Linked DNA regions of Mus musculus: region 1 is linked to region 2. A link is a contact called in public promoter capture Hi-C data. All regions are on one chromosome and are shown on one strand. The core of a region is the stretch at or near the end of the contact, and the rest is flanking DNA. Distances in the headings are between cores, read along the strand shown.

The links. Capture Hi-C pulls out chosen DNA fragments and counts their contacts.
Region 1: a contact with region 2 is called in a promoter capture Hi-C map of adipose tissue. The contact joins two enhancer-like sites. A contact is called at or near these places in 2 of 9 other capture datasets (adipose tissue and embryonic stem cells).

The regions. Positions count from the first base shown.
Region 1 is chr2:5,809,896-5,814,371 of GRCm38.p6, forward strand. Cdc123 (cell division cycle 123) reads right to left here. Exons shown (of 13, transcript NM_133837.5): 7 at 901-949. Among named protein-coding and RNA genes, the nearest start is that of Gm29984, 13 kb to the right of the region's middle. Within about 2 kb of position 2,061, at least 21 of the 459 cell types and tissues checked have an H3K27ac peak or open chromatin away from gene starts, as enhancers often do. A contact at or near this core is called in adipose tissue, where this site is marked.
Region 2 is chr2:5,292,906-5,297,270 of GRCm38.p6, forward strand. Camk1d (calcium/calmodulin-dependent protein kinase ID) reads right to left here. Exons shown (of 11, transcript NM_177343.4): 11 at 552-4,365. Among named protein-coding and RNA genes, the nearest start is that of Gm36906, 20 kb to the right of the region's middle. Within about 2 kb of position 1,691, at least 12 of the 459 cell types and tissues checked have an H3K27ac peak or open chromatin away from gene starts, as enhancers often do. A contact at or near this core is called in adipose tissue, where this site is marked.

The DNA.
Region 1 (4,476 bases), core at 811-3,310, 520 kb after region 2:
TTGGGATGTCCGCCACAGGTTTCCAGCTCATGGTGCTATTTTGAAGGCTATGGAGAGCAGGTAGGTTGTGGCCCTGGCTGGCAGGCACAGGTCATGAAGGTACAGACACTGAACTAGATTTGGCTGGGTGAAAAGTACAAAGACATTTATGTTATACAAGACTGTGTATATTCTCTGTGTACAGTATATATATCCTAGTATATAGTCTACAAATAGTACATTTTCTTTTTCTTTCTGTGGTGGCCTGAGTAAGAATGGCCCCAATAGGCTCATGGATTTGAATGCTTGGTCACCAGGGAGTGGCCCTATTAGGAGGTGTGGTCTTATTGGAAGAAGTGTGTTGAGGAGGGTGAGCGAGGCCCAGTGCTCCCTCTCTCCCTGCTGCCTGTCCATCTGGATGGAGACCTCTTTCTAGCACCATATCTGCTGCATGGCACCATGCTCCTAAACATCCTGATAATAAACTAAATCTTTGAAATGGTAAGCAAGCCCTAATTAAATATTTTCTTTTATAGGAGTTGCTGTGGCCATGGTGTCTCTTCATAGCAATAGAACAATGACTAAGATACTCCCCGCCCTGCCCTCTCTTTTGTTTGAGACAGAGTCTCACTGTGTGACTTTGACTGGCCTGAAATTTGCTTTGTAGACCAGCCTGTCCTTGAACTCAGCCATCTGCCTGCCTCTGCTGGGATTAAAGACATGCACCAACATGCTCCACCATGCCCCAACTAAAAATAATATATATTCTTCTATATGTACGACAAATTTCTTAAATGTAAAATTTAGCCGTTTTACGTTCCCAGAGAAATTAGACTACAATTTTTCATTTACAAATAAGCAGCACACTTCCAGGACCTTTGTCCGGGATTCTCAATGGTCTAAGGCGAACAAGCCGCTTACCTCGTACTCTATACAAGGGTCTGGAGAGTCATCAGTGCAATGAATAAACCTTTGGAGAGAAAAATGCAATTTTTTTGTTAATTTATGCAGACATCTTCATAAACAATATGAGCTTTGATCCCATGAAGCATTGCTTGCTGTTGAGTACTACGCAGGCGCATTTAATCCTCAACACAGCACAAGCAGCTCCAGTAACCTCCATTTTCCTGTCAATGGGCAAAGAATCTAAAATTCAAAAAAGTCCAAGCTTGGCAAATAAGCTAGGACGATACACAACTCAGGCTGACCAGCTCTGAGTGACGGTAAGTCTGTCCACTCTCGGTGTCCGTCCTGCTGCGGAGTCAGCAGGCTGCATACTGTTCTATGACATCAGCTCTGCCACTGAGAGCCACGCAACATGGCTATGCTCCATCTTTAGTGAAGGTAGGATGGCAGCACCATCCACCTTAGTGATAACCCTGAGGAGTACACTGAGGACTGCTCTGTGGACAGTAGCTTGGCCACAGAAAGCCACAATGTCTGTCATTGCAAAAGACCTTGGACAGAACCATACAACCCTCCGTTAAGCATCCCCTCTAAGGACTGTTTCATGAACAATAAAATAGAGTATTACAAAACGCCCATCTGTGCCAAGCCCTGGACTAGGCACCAGGACCACAAATCACCTAGGACCCCAAAGTGCTTTATGAGGCATGACAGAGGAAGCTAGCAGGTACACAGATCATTTCAGAACACCAGGGAGAATAAAATACTCCGATGGAACAAACAAGGAAGCAACTTGCTGGCTGTCATGTGTGGGAGGGAGAGGAGGAAGTAGAAAGGGGATCCACTTTGAGGCAAAGGGAAACATGCCACAGCAGGACAGGAATATGAAGACAAGAACCCCATGAGATTAGCAGGCATGGGTGTGCATCAGCAATGAAGATGGGTGAAAGCTGTGGACACCGAGCGCTGGTTACTTTGTGTCTCTTTCACCCAAACTAGAGTCACCTGAGAAGGGGGAGCTTAGTGGGAGCCTACCTCCATCAGACTGGCCTGTGCACAGGTCTGTGGGGGCATTTTCTCTTTTAATTGATGATTGATACGGGAGGGTCCAGTCCACTGCGAGCAGCGCTATCCCGGGCAAGGAAGCTGTCCTTGTTTAAGGAAGTAGCTAAGCAAGGCATGGGGAGCAAGTCAGTAAGCAGCCCCCCCCCACCCCCCCGCCCCGTGGCCTCTGCTTTAGTTCCCGCCTTAGCTTCCCTTGATAATGACTCTAAGCAGGAAGACGAAATAAATCCTTTGCCTCCCCAAGTTGCTTTGGGTCTGTATTTTATCACAGCAACAGAGAAACAAAGCAAACCAGGACAAGGGGGAAAGCCCAGGTGATCCGTCCCTCTACTGCTACTCATCTTTATTTGTTTTATTTTATTTTATTTTTTGGATTTTCAAGACAGGATTTTTCTGTGTAGCCCTGGCTGTCCTGGAACTCACTCTGTAGACCAGGCTGGCCTCGAACTCAGAAATCTGCCTGCCTCTGCCTCCCAAGTGCTGGGATTAAAGGAGTGCGCCACCACCGCCTGGCTCATTTTTACTTTTAATTTACCACTGACATGCATTATTGTAGGGAGCTTGACAAAATTGGTGGGAAAAAAAGGTAGTTGTACATGTGCATCACTCGTAATATGTAATATACAATTGTGAAAACCGAGCATGAAGAAAACAAGAGCACTTCCCCCCTTGTGGCTATTACGGTTGGAAGTAAGATGGCCCTCACACGTTCATGTGTTCAATACGTGTCTCCAGCTGTAAGCCCGGGAACTCAGCAGTGGGGTGAGTGTATGAAGTCAGACCAAGTCTCTGCTTCCCCGGCACCAGGAGGCGGGTAGCTCTCCGCCATACTGCTCTGCCTCACTGTGGGCACAGAGCCACGAGGCCACCACTGCAGTTAAGGCCCCTGAACTGTGAGCAGAACTAGATCCTCCTCCTCTTGCTTTGTCACAGGAGAAGGATTCAGCTAACAGATGTGCTGACCAATGAAAGACAGGATTTCTCGGGCACAGAGAAATCTTTTAAAGGCTGTCTTGAAGGTAGTGGGTAGTGAGGTATTGAGGTTTATGCTCAGCAGGCATGAAGCCTTGGATCCAGTTTGAGGAAGGGAAGCATCGAGCCATTCAAACACAAACCCAGTGTAAAAGCCTTTGGCCTCCCTGACTCTGTGGCACGTTGGCACTCTGCAATCATTTATGTTTTCACATTGCAAACAGTAACAATTGTGGTCAACTTGACTAGCTGAAATCCAGAGAACACAGACTTCTAGAACCACTAATAACTGGGAACCAAATGATATAATCTACAACACGTTTCAAAAGAAAGGTACACAGTGTGCTTTATTAAGCTGCCAATGGCCTTTCTGTTTTTACAGTAGCAAATGTTTACGTGTGCCATGTACTACTGAGGTAACAAGGGTGAAAGGAGCATTCAGTCAGAAGGTACACTATGACTCTCATGGATGGAGGTGCTAGAACTCTTACTAAAACTCCTGGGTTAAGTTTAGTGGGGAGGCACAGGGAGGCTGGGGGTGGGGATAGAGGGGATAGAGGAGAGAGAGAGAGAGAGAGAGAGAGAGAGAGAGACAGAGAGAGACAGAGAGAGACAGAGACAGAGACAGAGAGAGAAATACTTAATACACACACTGACAAGACTTTAGCCTCAAGCAGGACTCGTGTTGAAAAGGAAAACAAAAGCTATCATTAACCAAATTTTCTTTCCATAAGAAAGTCAGGAAGTGTCTGTTACCGCGCCCTACCACTCAGAGGTGCAACCTGAGGACCTCATTGCCCTTAAAAGCAAAAATCCCTTGCTTCAAGTTCAACTAAGGTTACCCGAAGTAGCTATACTTCAAAACTAACTATGAGTACATTTAACATTGCTTAAGCAAAAATAAATCTTACAGGTCGTTTCAGGTTGATCAAAATTGAAGCCATGAAATGTCAGGTTAATAAAAATCACTACAATTGTTCAATTCTTTAAAAATAACTGCTCTTTCCCACGAGGGCCAGCATGAGAAGCACTAAGAATATTAATGGAGTTCCTATGTTGTGACACCAGGCATGACGGAGACAAGCAGAATAGTCTAGGGTAGATAACCTATGTCTCAGACATAATCCAGGCTAAGATAGGAAACCAGGAAGTGCCTGGCGTGATGGTGCATGTGTGTACCAGGACCGTGAGGCAGGGGCACTATTATGAGCTCTAGGCTAGCCTAGGCTACACAGTAAGTTCCAGGTCAGCCTGGAACAGTGTGTAAGTAAATAAAATGAAAAGGAGAAGGAAATAAAGAGAGAAGAAAAGAAGAAGCAAGAGGAAGGGGGAGAGAGGAAGGAAGAAAACAATCAATGAACCTAAGGTCAAGAATAAAATCACCATCAAGACCTTGGGCCCTGTAATAAGCCTCTCTCAGCCGCTCACACACATAAAATGTTAGCTTCTGAAACCTTCAAGACCACCCCTCAGGACACACCTCCTTCAACAAGGCCACATCTCATGTCTCCCCAACATTTGCACCAACTGTGGCCCAAGCACTACATGACTGTC
Region 2 (4,365 bases), core at 441-2,940:
GCCAAGCCACCCTCCATGCAGAAAGGCTTTCTAGAAGTCAACTTCGAATTTTCTACCAAAGATTTTACGATCACATAATTGATATGTTCTAAGTTTCTGGGCACCTCTCCAGCCAGCTTCTGCAGCAACAAGAAAAAGAGCAGAGCTTTCTTGTCTAGCTAGCATTGGACCTGGCAACCCATCCTTCCAGCTCATGATCACTTCCTTCCAATTGCTTAATGGGCAGGTGATGGGAAACATCTAGGTAATCATCTCACCTCTCAACCCAGACTTTCCCTTAAACATCAAGACCTGGAGACATAGCTCAGATATACAGGGGTTGCTTAACGCGTGCAAGACCCTACGCTCCATCCACACCACTACCAATCAATCAATCAACAAATAAATAACTCCAAATGTGTTTGTGTGTGATGAGACAGAGAGAAAGAGAGAGAAAGAGAGAGAGAGAGAGAGAGAGAGAGAGAGAGAGAGAGAGAGAGAGAGAGAGAGAGAGAGAGAGAGAGATGTTCAAATGCAATATCCTACTCATGATAGGAAACAGACAACCCACATCCAAAGGTGATTAATTCTCTTTATTGGAGGAAAACAAGAAGTCACCAATCTCATTATCATTATGATAGAAATCGATATGTATACATGATTGTCAAGGCAGAGAATCATTTGCTACATAGACCCATGAACAATTTTGCAGTGCCGCAAACTTATGGGGGTTAAACTTCTTGCAGAGTTTACTACATGCATGGGATAAATGCACAGTTTCCCTTCTTTTACTTTTTTTTTTTTTACTTTATTTTTTTATTTTTTGGATAAGCATGTTTTTAATAATAATTTAAAAAAAACCCAAAAAACCAAAAACCAAAACCAAACCAATCGCAAGCCTGGTAATAATGAGTGGGCCAATCCTGGACTTGATGGAAACTGTTGGGAAAACATGCCCATCATTGGGAGAGAGCTGAATGGAGACAAATTATATCATGTATAAATAGCTACAGAAGCCAATTTAGACATTATTCCAATATTCTGGGCAGAATATACCTTTGGTGTCTTCTCACCCAAATGTGGGCTAAGATAAATGTTCTCTGAAACATGCAGCCCTGCTGCTGTAACACTGGACAGAGCCTTACGTTGCCCTGAAATGGCCAAGTGCCTGTCAAGAAGAGCTGCAGCTCCTGTAGTGTGGGACAAACATCCGAGATGATGTTCTAGTCCCTTCCTCACCACCACCCCCTCTTTTGTAGCCTCACTGCCAGCTCTGCCCCAGGGTGTTGTCTTCTAAAGTGCAGGGTTATTCAGGAGGGCCTCAGAATCATTGTCTATCCAAACTAAGATTTTTTTCCTATTGAGAAACAAGTTAACTAGTGTTTGGAACTTTTGAGTGATGTCTTTGACTAAAGCCTCAAAGATGTCTCTCATTTTCTGTTTTTCCCATCCATAAGGAAAATAAAATCACCTATAAGCAACACAGTTTGGTAAAACATCAGAGGACATAGTAATTATATGACAAATCCCCCCAGAGACAAAAAAGGTTAAGAATGGTCATGGAGACTGCGGAAGCAGCTTTAGTACAGGGGGCAGGATGTCAATGCAATAGTTCGTCCCTTTGGCTTAGAAAAATACAGACACAGAGAAGCCATTGCACAGTTTGCTTTGTCCACAAAACCAGACTTGGCAGCCACATGCTGAACTGAATATTTGGCTTCCAAATGCACAGCCTTTGGGTTTGCAGAAGTAGAACCCATAAAGCCACAAGCTGAGCTGCTCCCACTGGAGTTCACAGGGAAGTCTGCGCAGGGCGAAGGCCTCCCTGATGATTATGAAGATTCTGCTGGGAGAAGGCAGGCCAGGCTGTGGCCAGCATGCAGGGCTGTCTTCACAGTGGGGCTAGGTTCCTGTGCACACACCAGAGCTGCAGACAGACGTTCATGCATTGAGACCACCAAGAAGGGACCTGGTAGATGGGATGTGGCTTTTCCTCTTCTTCCTTGTCTTTTAGACTTGCCTACCTCCCAGAGTTGAAGATTTCAAACTAACTCTTCCGCACAGAAATGTTTGTGGAGTTTCCAGGAAGGAAGTTTGCCTTTCAAAATCTACTTTCCCAGCTTAGCTTGAAAAACAAAATTAAAAAAACCCCAACCAACCAAGCAAATCACTTCAAAACGTTCAATTCTGAAAACCAAAGGATTGGAATACCTTTTCTGCCTGCAGCCCCACCCTAGGACCAGGAAACCCCCTACAGAGCAGTGGAGTACATACAGATATATACATTGGTTTTTAATTTTGGAAACAAACTGAACAGTGTTTGGTCTGGAATGTGGTTAAGGGAAAGGGAAGTTGTCAGAGTGTGAGAAGGGATGGGCACTGGTTTTGGAGGACATGCAAGGGGGGCCCCACATCTCACTTGCTGGAAGTAAGTGGTTATGCAACCCTGGGGAAAGTGATTTCTGGTTATAAGACATGGAAGGGGCTGTCCTTCACCTATCTTCACTTTCATTCCTCATGGCCCAGAAAAACCCAGCACAGCATTTTCACAAACCCTTCAAGGCAGAGAGGTTCTGCCCCTAAGCTTCCTGCCTGCAGCCTGGAGTGTTGGCACCTGTTTGGTCTCCTCAGTGTGAAAAGTCAGCTTTGGTCACAGTTCTGAGTAGCCTAAAGCTCTAAAATCCATAGTCATTTCCACTGGGTGGGCTTTTCCTGCTCTTTTTTATTTTGTTTTGTTTTTTTGTTTTTTGAGGCAGGGTCCTGTTCTTTAGACATGTTTAAACATGCTAAAAATCATCAAACCCAGGAACTCTGACCATATCAAGTTTTGCATCCTATAGGAGGGGGGTCAAAACTCTTGAGAGGACCAATTGGTTTCATCTCCTGTGTCCATGTTGTACTTGGCCTGTGGTGTAAAGGCCAATTCTCTCTGCCATCGACAAGCTATCCAGTACTGAAGTATAGAAACAAAAAGCATAAATAGGTAAATAGAGTCTGGGATTCACTGAGCCAACTCCTGTGTTTCCAGATACCACACTTAGGGATACCTAAAGAGAGGTAGTGTCTCTAGACTACCAGTTGGTGTGCAAGTGGAGGTGGCTATTTTTTTTTTTTAAAAGGAGGAATCTTCATTGATATCTGTCACAATCAAAGTGGTACGGCTGGAGACTCAAGGTAGTGTTGAGAAGTGACCCAGAATCAAGGTGGAGGGCAGGAATCCATACCTTCTGGTTTGTCGAAATACCTTCTCCATAGTCCTTTTCTTTCACACAGAAATATGAATGTCAGCTGATCTTTTGGCGTCAGAGCCTCTTTTGGGTTAGAGGCAGTGGGAAGGGGTAAAACCTTGCTGGGGCTTGTTACAAAGGCTACCTACAACACTGGGATTGTTATCTCAGTCACTCTAGTCTCCATGCCCTCAGGGATTCTGTGGCATTCCCTGCCCCTCTAGCCTCCCACTGCCTCTGTCACTTCCTAACCCCAACATGAAGCTCCAAACTCTAGGGATCCCTTGCTTTAGAATGAGAAGCTGTTGGCTCTGTGGAGACGTAGTGAGAGCGTCCACTCACGGTTGGTCTTGGATGAGTATTAGCTGCTCTTTCTGCCTCAAGTATAGGTAAAGGGCAGGACCTTGGGGGGAGGACAGGCAGGAAGCAGAGGGAGAGACTCTCCTGGAAGTATTTCAATATTTCATAACCAAGTAAGGATATGCATGCCCACTTGCCTAGCAAATGTGAAAAGGCAATATAATGGAGGTGTGGGGAGAGACTGGTGTTAGCAACCCAGTCTGAGAGGGGGGCCTGTATGGCCACACGGTGCTGCCAAGCACACTGGTATGTTCATTCATTACACTGGTCCTGCACTTCTCCGCTTACGTCTCCAGACTCTGAGAAGAGTGGGGGAGCTAAGACTTTGTCACCCCCACTTCCAGGTCTTAAGACTAAGTCCATTCTGTGTTCTCATATATTATTTTATAATACTATCAAGTGGAAGCGAAACTTTAGCTTTCGACCACGATGACTCTTAGAAGACTCTTTCCAGTGGCATTTATTTTCACCCTTCTTGAAACAGTAGGAAATGATGTCATGCACGGGCTTCCTGACAGCATGTTCAATCTTGCCTACTACTGGGCTGGCACTGGCCATCACTGCCTTATACAAGTACATGGAGACCTGATGTGTCAAGGTTGAACCAAGCATGGTTGATTGCAAGGTACCTGTACTAGGGCTTTCTCTTTACCTGGTCTGTATTTATTTGATACACATGAGAACAGGGTATACCAGATGTCTGAGTTTGAAATCGCTCTTATATATCTTGTACAGTGTCCTTTGCAGAGTTGCCTGTCTAGTGACAGTGTGTGTGTGTGTGTGTGTGTGTGTGTGTGTG